Linked DNA regions of Rattus norvegicus: regions 1 and 3 are each linked to region 2. The links are chromatin contacts, called in public Hi-C maps. All regions are on one chromosome and are shown on one strand. Each heading gives the region's core, a stretch centred on a gene start, on an enhancer-like site or on the middle of the called end of the contact. The rest is flanking DNA. Distances are from core to core; before and after follow the strand shown. Region 1 overlaps Scfd2 (sec1 family domain containing 2). Region 2 holds the start of Pdgfra (platelet derived growth factor receptor alpha). Region 3 holds the start of Fip1l1 (factor interacting with PAPOLA and CPSF1).

What was found. A called contact is a pair of places that touch in the nucleus more often than the background predicts.
Region 1: a Hi-C map of kidney shows a contact between it and region 2, with 8 times the contacts expected there. The contact joins the enhancer-like site here to the promoter of Pdgfra in region 2. A contact is called at or near these places in 10 of 12 Hi-C or Micro-C datasets (the A7r5 cell line, Schwann cells, frontal cortex and 6 more) and 1 of 1 datasets of contacts at active chromatin or transcription factors (oligodendrocytes).
Region 3: a contact with region 2 is called in a Hi-C map of mammary epithelial cells, with 2.1 times the contacts expected there. The contact joins the promoter of Fip1l1 here to the promoter of Pdgfra in region 2. A contact is called at or near these places in 1 of 12 Hi-C or Micro-C datasets (mammary epithelial cells) and 1 of 1 datasets of contacts at active chromatin or transcription factors (oligodendrocytes).

The regions. Positions count from the first base shown.
Region 1 is chr14:34,237,384-34,240,586 of GRCr8, reverse strand. All of the region lies in intron 5 of Scfd2 (sec1 family domain containing 2), which reads right to left. Among named protein-coding and RNA genes, the nearest start is that of Rasl11b, 130 kb to the left of the region's middle. Within about 2 kb of position 1,721, at least 7 of the 93 cell types and tissues checked have an H3K27ac peak or open chromatin away from gene starts, as enhancers often do. A contact at or near this core is called in Schwann cells and liver, where this site is marked.
Region 2 is chr14:33,406,529-33,410,014 of GRCr8, reverse strand. It overlaps Pdgfra (platelet derived growth factor receptor alpha), which reads left to right and starts at 1,499. Exons shown (of 23, transcript NM_012802.1): 1 at 1,499-1,619.
Region 3 is chr14:34,028,327-34,031,631 of GRCr8, reverse strand. It overlaps Fip1l1 (factor interacting with PAPOLA and CPSF1), which reads left to right and starts at 1,879. Exons shown (of 16, transcript NM_001008295.1): 1 at 1,879-2,087; 2 at 3,135-3,179; 3 at 3,268-3,305. The coding sequence starts at 2,006.

The sequences.
Region 1 (3,203 bases), core at 472-2,971, 830 kb before region 2:
GGAATGAACCTCGGCAAATCTCCTGGGGGTGCAGGTGACCCAAAGTTATCAGGAGACTGAGGAGTGATGATAACCTGTGACCTAGTGATTCCAGTTCTAGGACTTTATCCTAAGGAAGTAATCAAAGATAAGAACAAAGATTTATAACAAGGATGTTCAAAATTTGGAAACAAATATACAAAAATAGAAAAGTGCCTAAATAAATAATAGTAAGTCTTAGAATATAACTTATATGCTAAAATAAATTCTTATAAACAAATTCTGACATAAAGGTTAATTTGTATCTGAACCCATGTGTTTATTTGTATATATGTATTTATTATATATCTATTTATGGTGACTCTCTTTGGGTGATGGGATTAAATAGCTGAAGTTGATTAAAAGTTTTATCTGCATGATTTCTACCATAAACAGGTACTTCTTAACATGGAACAGTTATGTCGGTTTAAGTATAAATGGACGAGTCACAGGATCAGGAGAAGGCCAGGACTCACAATCCCATTTGGATTCAAAGAGGCTGCAAGACCTCGCTGCTGCTAAATGTGACTGTACCCGTGTCACTAAGACCCTCTTCCTATCAGGCACAGAGTTCTTACCAAGAGGCCAGTCTGAGAGATGTACAGCATGCAGAGGTGCCCCGAGGCACAGCCCCATCTTCCTGGTGGTTTTCTGGTCATCGTTCTAATTTAATTTAGATGGATATGGTAGGACTTCCCTTGGCATCCCAAGCAATCCCCATTACTGCTCTGAGGAACAAGCTGCTCAGAGACTAAAGGTTCAGGCACAGAGAGCTCTGCTGCATTTTTGTTATTTGGCTCATGAAACTATAAAAGTCTGGTGAGTCAACAGAGAGGCTCCAAACACAGAGGTCAGTGCTGGGCTACTGATCTTGCTGACCCCACCTCAGAGCCAAGAACTGCAGTGCAGCCTTCTCCTCCCACACTAAAACCATTAGCCAGCAGCTCCTCCTGCCTCATTCTTTTACAGCTCTGTTTTGAATAGGTAATGGCTCTTCCGGTGCCCACACACTAAATTAGCATGTCACTCCATGACGTTTCTTTACTGTAAAGGCCTTTCATGTATCTGCAACAGTGCCCTGCTTGTTAGTGCTAATTCACATTAATTGGATGATACCCTCTTTGAAATCAGACTGTGATCCCTGAAAGTCCTAAGGTCTAGTGTGGTTGTGGAAGCCAGTTTATACACATCTGGTGACTTAATAGGTCCCTGTTTTAGGCAACAGGCAAGCTACTCTAAGCCTTGCTCAGCCACGTTTTATAAATGTTTTCAGACACAGGGCAAGCTTAGGGAACTGTCAGTACTGCTCTGTCTTTTTCTTTTCCCTTGTCTCAAGTTTATTTGTAAAAACAGCATAGGACACTGGCCATCTGCACATAGTGTGTAGGTAGGTGTGTCACAGCAGTCCGTCTGTCTTCACACTAGCAGGAGCCTGTTCTATGGGGCCTTCCCAGGGGCCTGGGCACCCTTGGGAGCCTGAGCTGGAGCTGAAGCCTGGGCCTTAGCTGGAGCTGTGGCCTCTGCCTTGGTTTGAACCTTGGGCTTTGGTTGGCAGAGCTTTGAGCCTTGGCCATGTGGCTTCGAATAGGCTTCCCAAGCTTGGGGTAAGCAATGAAAGCCAGATGGCTGAGTTTGTAGCTGGAGCCCTTTGGCATCTTAGGCTTGATGGCCTGAGGCTTCATAAGGGCCTTGATGGCCTCTGCTCGTGCACTCACGGCCTTGGCATTGTTGGCCTGGATCTTCTTCAGGCCTTTCCTTGTACTTCCTGGCAAAGCGCATGTTCCTCAGTCAGGAACTTGGGGTCAACCCCTTAAGAGATTTGTATCTTTGTGATCAGGGTTTCTTGATGTCATTTCTGGACCATTTGTGGGACTGGCTGTATGTAGTGTGTTTCTTAGACTGTCTTTGTAATTCCCCATCTACAAGCTACTAAATCTGCTGACTCCAATATGCTTTACAGGCTGAGGTAGTAATGTGCTTGTTGGTGTGTTTAAAGACCCGAACTCAAATCCTAGCATGGGAAAAAGAGAAAACAGAAACAAAGCAAAGCCCCAAGAGCAATGTGCATGTCTTTTGATAAATTCCTATAGCTCCTGGCCTGAAACAAGGCTCTCCGGGAGATGCCTCCAGATCTCTAGAAACCAGGTAGCTGTTCCACAGGGTGCTACAGTTCTCCTCCTCCTGAGCCCCCTGGGAGACCATGGATCCCAGCCAGTTTTACTTATATATTATGTACATATATACTACATTATGTATGTACACACATATATGTAACAATAACAGTTAAAGAAAATGAAGCTATGAATTTGAGGTTGAGTAAGTAGGTGGGAAACACAGGAGAAGAGGGAAGAGGGGAAATAATGTAATTTCTATATAATATAAATTATATAAATTATATTTTAATAAAAATAAAATAAAAATTTTACATACACACACACACACACACACACACACACACACACATACGAGAAATGGCTTAGCACTTAAGAACACTGGCTGCTTTCCCAGAGATCATGGGTTTAAGTCCTAGAACCCACATGGTAGCTCACAATTGTCTGTGATTCTAGTCCTAGAGTAGTTGACACCCTTTTCTGGCTGCTACAGGCAATAACTATACAAGTGTTGAACAGAGAAACATACAGGTAAAAGAATTATACACATAAAAATAAATAATTAAAACTATGTATATATGTGTGCTTATGTACAGCCATGTACAAATGTATACAGGTATTACTGGAAGCCAGAGGCGTTACCCAGGAGCTGCAGTTTCTGCCACAGGTACTGGAAACCAAAATCAGAAGTATGATCTTAAGAACCAAGCCATATCTACAGTCCTATGATAGAGGTTTTTTAAAAGTCCTATATATAGTGCTTAGATCAGTGGCTCTCAATCTGTGGGTCATGACCCATCTAGGGGTTGAACAACCTTTTTACAGGGGTTGTCAAGGGAGGGAAGTAACCACAGATACATTACAATTCATAACAGTAGGAAAATTAGGGGTTGGGGATTTAGCTCAGTGGTAGAGTGCTTGCCTAGCAAGTGCAAGGCCATGGGTTCGGTCCCCAGCTCTGAAAAAAAAAAAAGAAACAGTAGGAAAATTAGTTATAAAGTAGCAATGAAGATAATTTTATAGTTGGGGTCACCATAACATGAGGAACTGTATTAAAAGGTCACAGCAGTAGAA
Region 2 (3,486 bases), core at 250-2,749:
TCAATGATTTCCTGAAGGAACATGTGGAAGTAATAGGGAGCAGGGCAGTCACCCGAGCTGAAGATACACCAGAGGCGGGCGTGCAGAAGGGCGTAGGAGAATTGGGACTCTCGGCCCAGCTCCAGGCATCCTCTTCCCGAACCTGACACCCCAACGGTCCGGTCCCATTTAGGCACAGCACCCAGCATTTCGGGGAAACCTCTGTGATTTACCCCAGCCTCAGGGCCACTGTCGTGGTGAAATAACCAGTGGTTATTCGACGTTTTGTTATCTACCTGACCGCCTTGTCCATTTTAATTCGGATATGAGTGAGATGGAGGTAGTGTGTGTTTGGGGGTGGTGGTGAGGATAAAGGACTACTCTCGTCGTCGTCCCCCCCCCCCCCCAAGAGCATTCAAAAAATAGAGCGCAAGTCGAAGGCCCTCCCTTCCCCCACTCGCTCTGGGAAGTGCCGCTTCGCCCAGGTTTGGTTCCTGGAGTGTCAGCGCCCCCTTTCCCTCGCCCGCAGGATCGCGGCGTCCCTACTGACTCTTCGCTGGGTGTCTCGGTTTCGTGGCTCAAACATCCCGAAAGCTTTCCTAGGGTACCTCGTGTGGGACCCACTCGGAAGGGTGGAATTTAGGAAGGTCAAAATACTTCTGCCATCCAGATGCAGAGGGCAGGCGTCCCGTAGTCACACCTAGCCTGGGCCTTTTCATATGAAGATTGAAGAAACGAGGACCAGATAACTCAGAAAACAAAGGCAGTACCAGATAAGTGGCTCCAAAGGGATAAAGGTCGTTCTTCCGGAGAACATCCATCCCAAAGGTACGCTGAGCAACCGTTATTTGCACACCATCTCACAATCCAGCCTTTCAAAAACCCATCATCTTCCTATTAGGCTCCACAGTTTCCTAATCCCATTAAAGGATTACCAACTACGCGGCACTTTCCCCTAAGACCCCCAGTTCAAAACGACGCAGCCGCATTACGATTTCTCCCCAGGGCCATATTTCTAGCGAGGCCCGGACTGCCTATAGAAGGGAGAATTTGAATTCTAGATTTATATTCGTTTTAGAAATAAGCAGTAATTTTACGTGTGTTTTCCTTTCGAAGGGAGTACAAAACTATAGCGACACCCCCCTCCCCCATTGAGAAGTCAACTCATTTTGGAAATGATGGCTGTTTGTAGTTTCATGAACCCTCTTTCCCGGCAGAACGTCAACACCTCCCCCTTCAGCCACCCCCACCCCATCTGGTTTGCCCCCCCCCGTTGTTGTTGAAGTCTGGGGGTTGGGATTGGCCCCCCTGATTGCATAAGAGCAAAAAGCCATGGAGAGGTCTGAGCCTGAGAGGTTCAGAGAGCAAGGAGGAGTCCGAGGGAAACTTTTATTTTGAAGAGACCAGGGGGGGGGGGGACTTCATTTCCTGACAGCTATTTACTTTGAGCAAATGATTAGTTTTCGGAGGATGGACTATAACATTGAATCAATTACAAAATGCGGGTTTTGAGCCCATTACTGTTGGAGCTTGAGGGAGTGAAACAAACAGAGGAACTGTGGGCGAGGACTGGAGGCTTGGGGCTCACTTTTTCCTCCGGGCTATCGGATTTTCTTAGCAAACTGACGTAGGAGGAGAAGGTAAGGGAGAGGGAAAAGTGACTTTTGTTTCTAAAGATCCCTGATCGTAAATTGGGGCTGGAAGAAGCTAAGTAACTTCAAATTTTGGGCAACGAGGAAAACAAAAACAAAAACAAAACGGCTGAATTCACTTGTGTGTCCAGAAAGTAACTTATTCTGAATAAACTTCACTGGGATGGGGGTAACCATTAGAGAGTCAAAGATTAAAAAAAAAAAAAAAAGTCCAGACCTATTTTTAAAAGCCATGTTTTTCTACACAATCCTATAGCCTCCCAAAGAAATAGTTAGGCTTACATTTTTGAGGTTTTTCTCCAGGGTGGGGGTGGCATTCGTGCTTACTGGGACGAACACCAAGTCACATTGGGGGTGGAAGTAACGGTGTTTGGCCTCTTGGCAATGGGTCGTGGAAGAGGACAGGTTTTTAATGGGTATTTCCATTCGTCGCCCGCGGTTTGGCAGGACTACGCGGTAGCGGGTGGTGTGGCGCGAAGCTTGGGGAGGGGGTACACCAGGAGAAGTGTGGGAGGAAAGGGGCGCCGGGTGGGGCGCCGGAAAGGGCTAGGAAAAAGGGAGGTGTGAAGGGCTCGGCTGGAGGAGGTCGGACCTCGGATGCCGGCCGGGCACGCTCGGCGCCAGTCGAGCCCTCGTAATTACTGGACGGCGAGGCTACTGGAAACATCTGGGGCCAGACTTGAGCGCGGCAGTGGCAGCTGCGGCACCAAGAGAGTAGTGAGCGGGCGAGGGGGTGCCTGCTCCGAGGGTTCCGGAGAGTTGGGAGCGAATTATTTGGGTGCTAGAAGCCGCTGGCGGAATCCTCAGTGCGCTGGGTTCGTGCGCCTCTCACCCAGGCGACGCAGGCGGCGGCGCGGACGAGCGATCTGGAATAATGACAAACACATTTGGCCCAGAGTGAAGAAGTCGTCCTGGCCTCGCATTCCAGCAACTGGGATTTGAGGAATTTCGAACTGCACTCCGAGGGGCCCTCATTGTGCTCCGTAGTCCCCACCCCCATTCTGCTCGCCTGAGTCTCCAGTGGACTCTTTTCTGCAGGGCCGGGGGCCTGGCTGTTGCTAGTCCTGGCCGCAGGCAGCAAAGAGGCAAGATCCCTGGCTAGGAACTGACCTCTTGGGAAGAAGTCAGGACAACTCTGAAAGGACAGACGTGGGTACAGGTAAGCAGAAATATAATAGGCCAAACACCCTCGCCTCCTGCCTACAGAATTCTGGGTGTCTCTGCCCTGGGATGATGGGTGCGTGGCACTGGTCGCCTGAATGCAATGCTCAGTGTCCTGCAAGGCTCAGGAGTGATCTCCGCGCAGCCTTCTCTCCTTTCACCGTTATCCCCATTGGAAATCAGTTTATACATGACTCCCTCCCCCGACACCCCCAACTCAAGCGGGACCGAGAAAGCAGGCGGCTCTCCCTTGGCTTTGAAGCTTCTTTCTGTTTGGAAGGGGGTGCGGGACAGTCTGCAGAGTAAGGCAGTATGGCTCGGCCCCAGTCTACAGCAGGACCAAGCCAGAGCCTCGCAGCCAGGTGTGCAGGAGTTGCCAGTGACTTAGCGACCGGCCTTGGCGAGAAAGGAAGGGCTGGCCTGTTTGTGTGCTTTGGGGCGCTCTTGCAGGACCCGCGCTTAGAAGCTCCCAGCTTTGCTAAGACCTCTAGATGTAAGGAAAATGCCTGGAAGACCTTGGTCACTCAGTCCACCCCCGGAGGGTGTGCGTGGGGGAACCCAAGCTGGGGAGGGGGCGTGGGTGGCACTTTTAAAGTCTGGGATGCCCAGCGTCGGACAGAGCTGCCCAGAAAAGTCCCAGGCTGGGCGGTGTGGGAAACGGTTTTTTTGGCTTCGTGGCGGAATTGCTCAATGT
Region 3 (3,305 bases), core at 630-3,129, 620 kb before region 2:
AAGAGGCAGGAGATGGTGTATAAAATCGTCAAATTACCCAATGGCAATGTTTCCCATCGCAAATGGAGAGATTAATCGTAACCAAGGAAGCATATTTATACCAGGAATTTGGTGTAGGAGGAAGGCAGGCAGGCAGGAAGGGGCCCTTTAAGGATGGTTATTAGTGGTTTATGAGCTTCTCTGCTTATGGAAATCATGTTCAAAGCTCAGCTCAAGTACTACCTCCACCACGCAGGCCTCCTACCGCGCATTCCCCGCCGGTCACTGATTCTTTGTATTAGTCTAAACAGTGCTTTGACAGACGAACTCTTTTCCACACTGGAAGGAAAAGCAATCCACTCTGCGAAAGACAATCAACCCTCTCCTGAAACCATCCAATTTTATTTTAGATGCACGAAACTGTAAAATGGAGCTAACCACGGAGAGTGCCTGCCTGCGGTACTCTCAAGCACACAGTAAACCTTCTTTCTGTTTCTTGTATCAAGGGCCAAAAAGATATGGTGCACCATACAACAGATGGAAGGAAAGACGAACAAGCTACGTAGTCAAATAACACAGCAGCATGTGGTCTAAAAGAGAGTTAGCTCTACTCTAGTCCCCTCCCCCACCCCCCAATCCTGCTGACCTACATTCTGCCTCTTGCTCTATTCCAAATACAGTTTGGTGCCTGGAACTCCTAGGTCTCTGCTTCTTTGCCTGTTCCTAATCTCCTTGCCAAGTGCCCCAATCCAGAAACTTCTCCATGTAGGGATCTATTTTTTTTTAACCACCTGATATAACACCTCCTCCCCTTTAATCACTTGGCTTCAGGTCTTTTTCAGCTACTATTATTTTTAAATCATTATCAATAAGATGGTCTGCATTCTATGTGTCGCTCTTCCATTAGAATAAAATCTTCGTGAAAGAAAGATTTTTTTTTTTTTTTTTTTTTTTTTTTTTTTTACTGCCCAACCTATATAGTCTTGAAGAGTTTCTGACACTGGGCAGACTTTCATACGCGTTGGTTGAATACAGGGAGGATTTTACAGAGGAGATTGTACTTAAAAGTTGAAACAATACGAGAATTTCCTACAGGGGAACAGGGCATAGCAAACAAGAGTGAGCGCAAAACTAAGAATTAAAACCCACACGATCTAGTCAGAAGGTCGGCTCTCCCCCATCAATCACTAATTAAGAAAACGCCCTGCAAGTTTGTCTACAGCTTGATATTATGGAGGCATTTTTTCAACTGAGGTTCCCTCCACTCAGATGACCAGTTTGAGTTACATTAACATAAATAAAACTTTCAGGCCACAGAGTCTCCCAATGTAGCCTGAAACTCACTAAGTAGTCCAGGTAACCTGTCTCTGCCTACCAAGTGCTGGAATTAAAGGCATACTCCACTATGCCGGACACTAATAATTTTTTAAACAAAGAGAATGCATCCTGTATATATTAATTTTTTCTTTTGTTGGTTGTTAAAATTCGGACGAATTGACAAGTATGATTGTGGGTCAAGCAAACACGTGCGGGATGATGGCCTTCCGGATTTTAAAACGAACAAATAGTGGAGGGAGAAAAGCAAGGACAGAAAAGAACAATGGTGTAGCAAAGGGAACTTGGGATTGGAAGGAAGGTTGGGGGAAGGGAACTTCAAAGAACACCAGAAGGCAGAGAGAAAGCTACTGCGAGAAGCAAAGCTGGAATCCTAGGGGTGGGGTGGGAGGGGGAGGAGCCAGTGCGCGGCGCCTGCGCAGCGAGAGGCCCAGGTGCTTGCCGCCGCGGAAGCGAATCCACCTAGAGACGCCGCGCCGCTTGGATACTGCTGCGCATGCGCAGGCGGACCAGTTGCTGAATATTCACGGTCGCCGCCTCCGCCGAGGTCGACCCTGGATTTGAGTCTCGCGCTCTCTTCGTTCGCTTACCAGCGGGTTCCCTCCCCTTCTCGCGCCCTGAGACGGCGAGGCTGGGGAAGGGGTTGAAAGGGGCTGTTGATCGTCGCCTTTAACTTGTTCGAGGGGCGGCCATGTCGGCCGGCGAGGTGGAGCGTCTGGTGGAGCTGAGCGGCGGGACCGGAGGGGATGAGGAGGAAGAGTGGCTGTATGGCGGTACGGAACTTCCTGTCTGTCTCCCGGGTTCTCTCTGGCCTTCCTCCCGGCGTTTCAGGCCCGGGCGTCCGAGGCCTCTCGTACTAGCCCTGGCAGGCCTGCGTTAGGCCGAGTGCGGCCTGCTCCGGGCCCTCGCCCGGACCCGCAGGCACTCACCGCGCGGTGGACGCGGGCCAAGGAGGCCGGGCAGCCCTGCTTCGCCCTCCTCCCCACCGTCCCGGCCTCCTCGCTTCTGCGCTCTCTATTCATGCTCTTTCTATCGATCCTGAGCTGCTTCGGTGTCTCTTGCTATTGGGTGCTCCTCCTCGTCCCTTTCTTTCAGAAACAGTCATTCTGTAATAACAGCTAAATAAAGTCAATGCTATTAAACTAATGTCTTGTTTCTTGATGGTCAGTTTGTATGGAATGCACCTGCAAGGGTACCTCCTTGTCTGAAAGTCGTGCTTTAAAAATATTAATTAAGAGAGACAGAGGTGGAGAATACACTATGGTCAACCCTGAGTTGTCTCCTGTATTAAGGTGAAGTTTTTATTTATTTATTTTTTTAGAGACTGCTCTATAGTCCACGTCATAGTTGTACCTCGTGACTCTTCCCGTAGGCTTGTATTCAGTGTTTTGTATTTGTGTCCCCAAATTGAATGCATCATGTACTTTGTTTTTGTAGAGGACATGTTTGATGTTTAAGTCGTAATCCGCCTTGGCTCTTTGTTACACCAGATTTGAAAGTATTTTGTTATTTCCCAGAACATACATTCTTGACATAAATTGTCATAGATTACATAAAAGTGAACGTTGGAGTCTAAGCAGCCTTTTAGTGATGTAACTCCGATCAAATTGTAAAGTCGATTATGTCTTTAATAATGGAAAGACAGCATTGGTACTACCCTTAAAACGTGAAAGTGTGAGGTTTCTTTTACGATGATGTGTAAATCCTCATCGCCTCTTAAATTAAGTTTACATTAATAGCAGTAAAGTCGTGTTTTTTTTTTTTTTCCATAAGAGATGTGTCTTGTTTATAAAGTGATCTAACTTTGGCTATGCTCGCAGGCCCGTGGGACGTGCATGTGCACAGTGATTTGGCAAAGGATCTAGGTTAGTGCTCATGCTCTTCCCTTCAGATTTTTCTACTTGTTGCTTAAGCTTGGTTTCCTCATTTACTTTATTTTATTTTATTTGGTAGATGAAAATGAAGTTGAAAGGCCAGAAGAAGAAAATGCC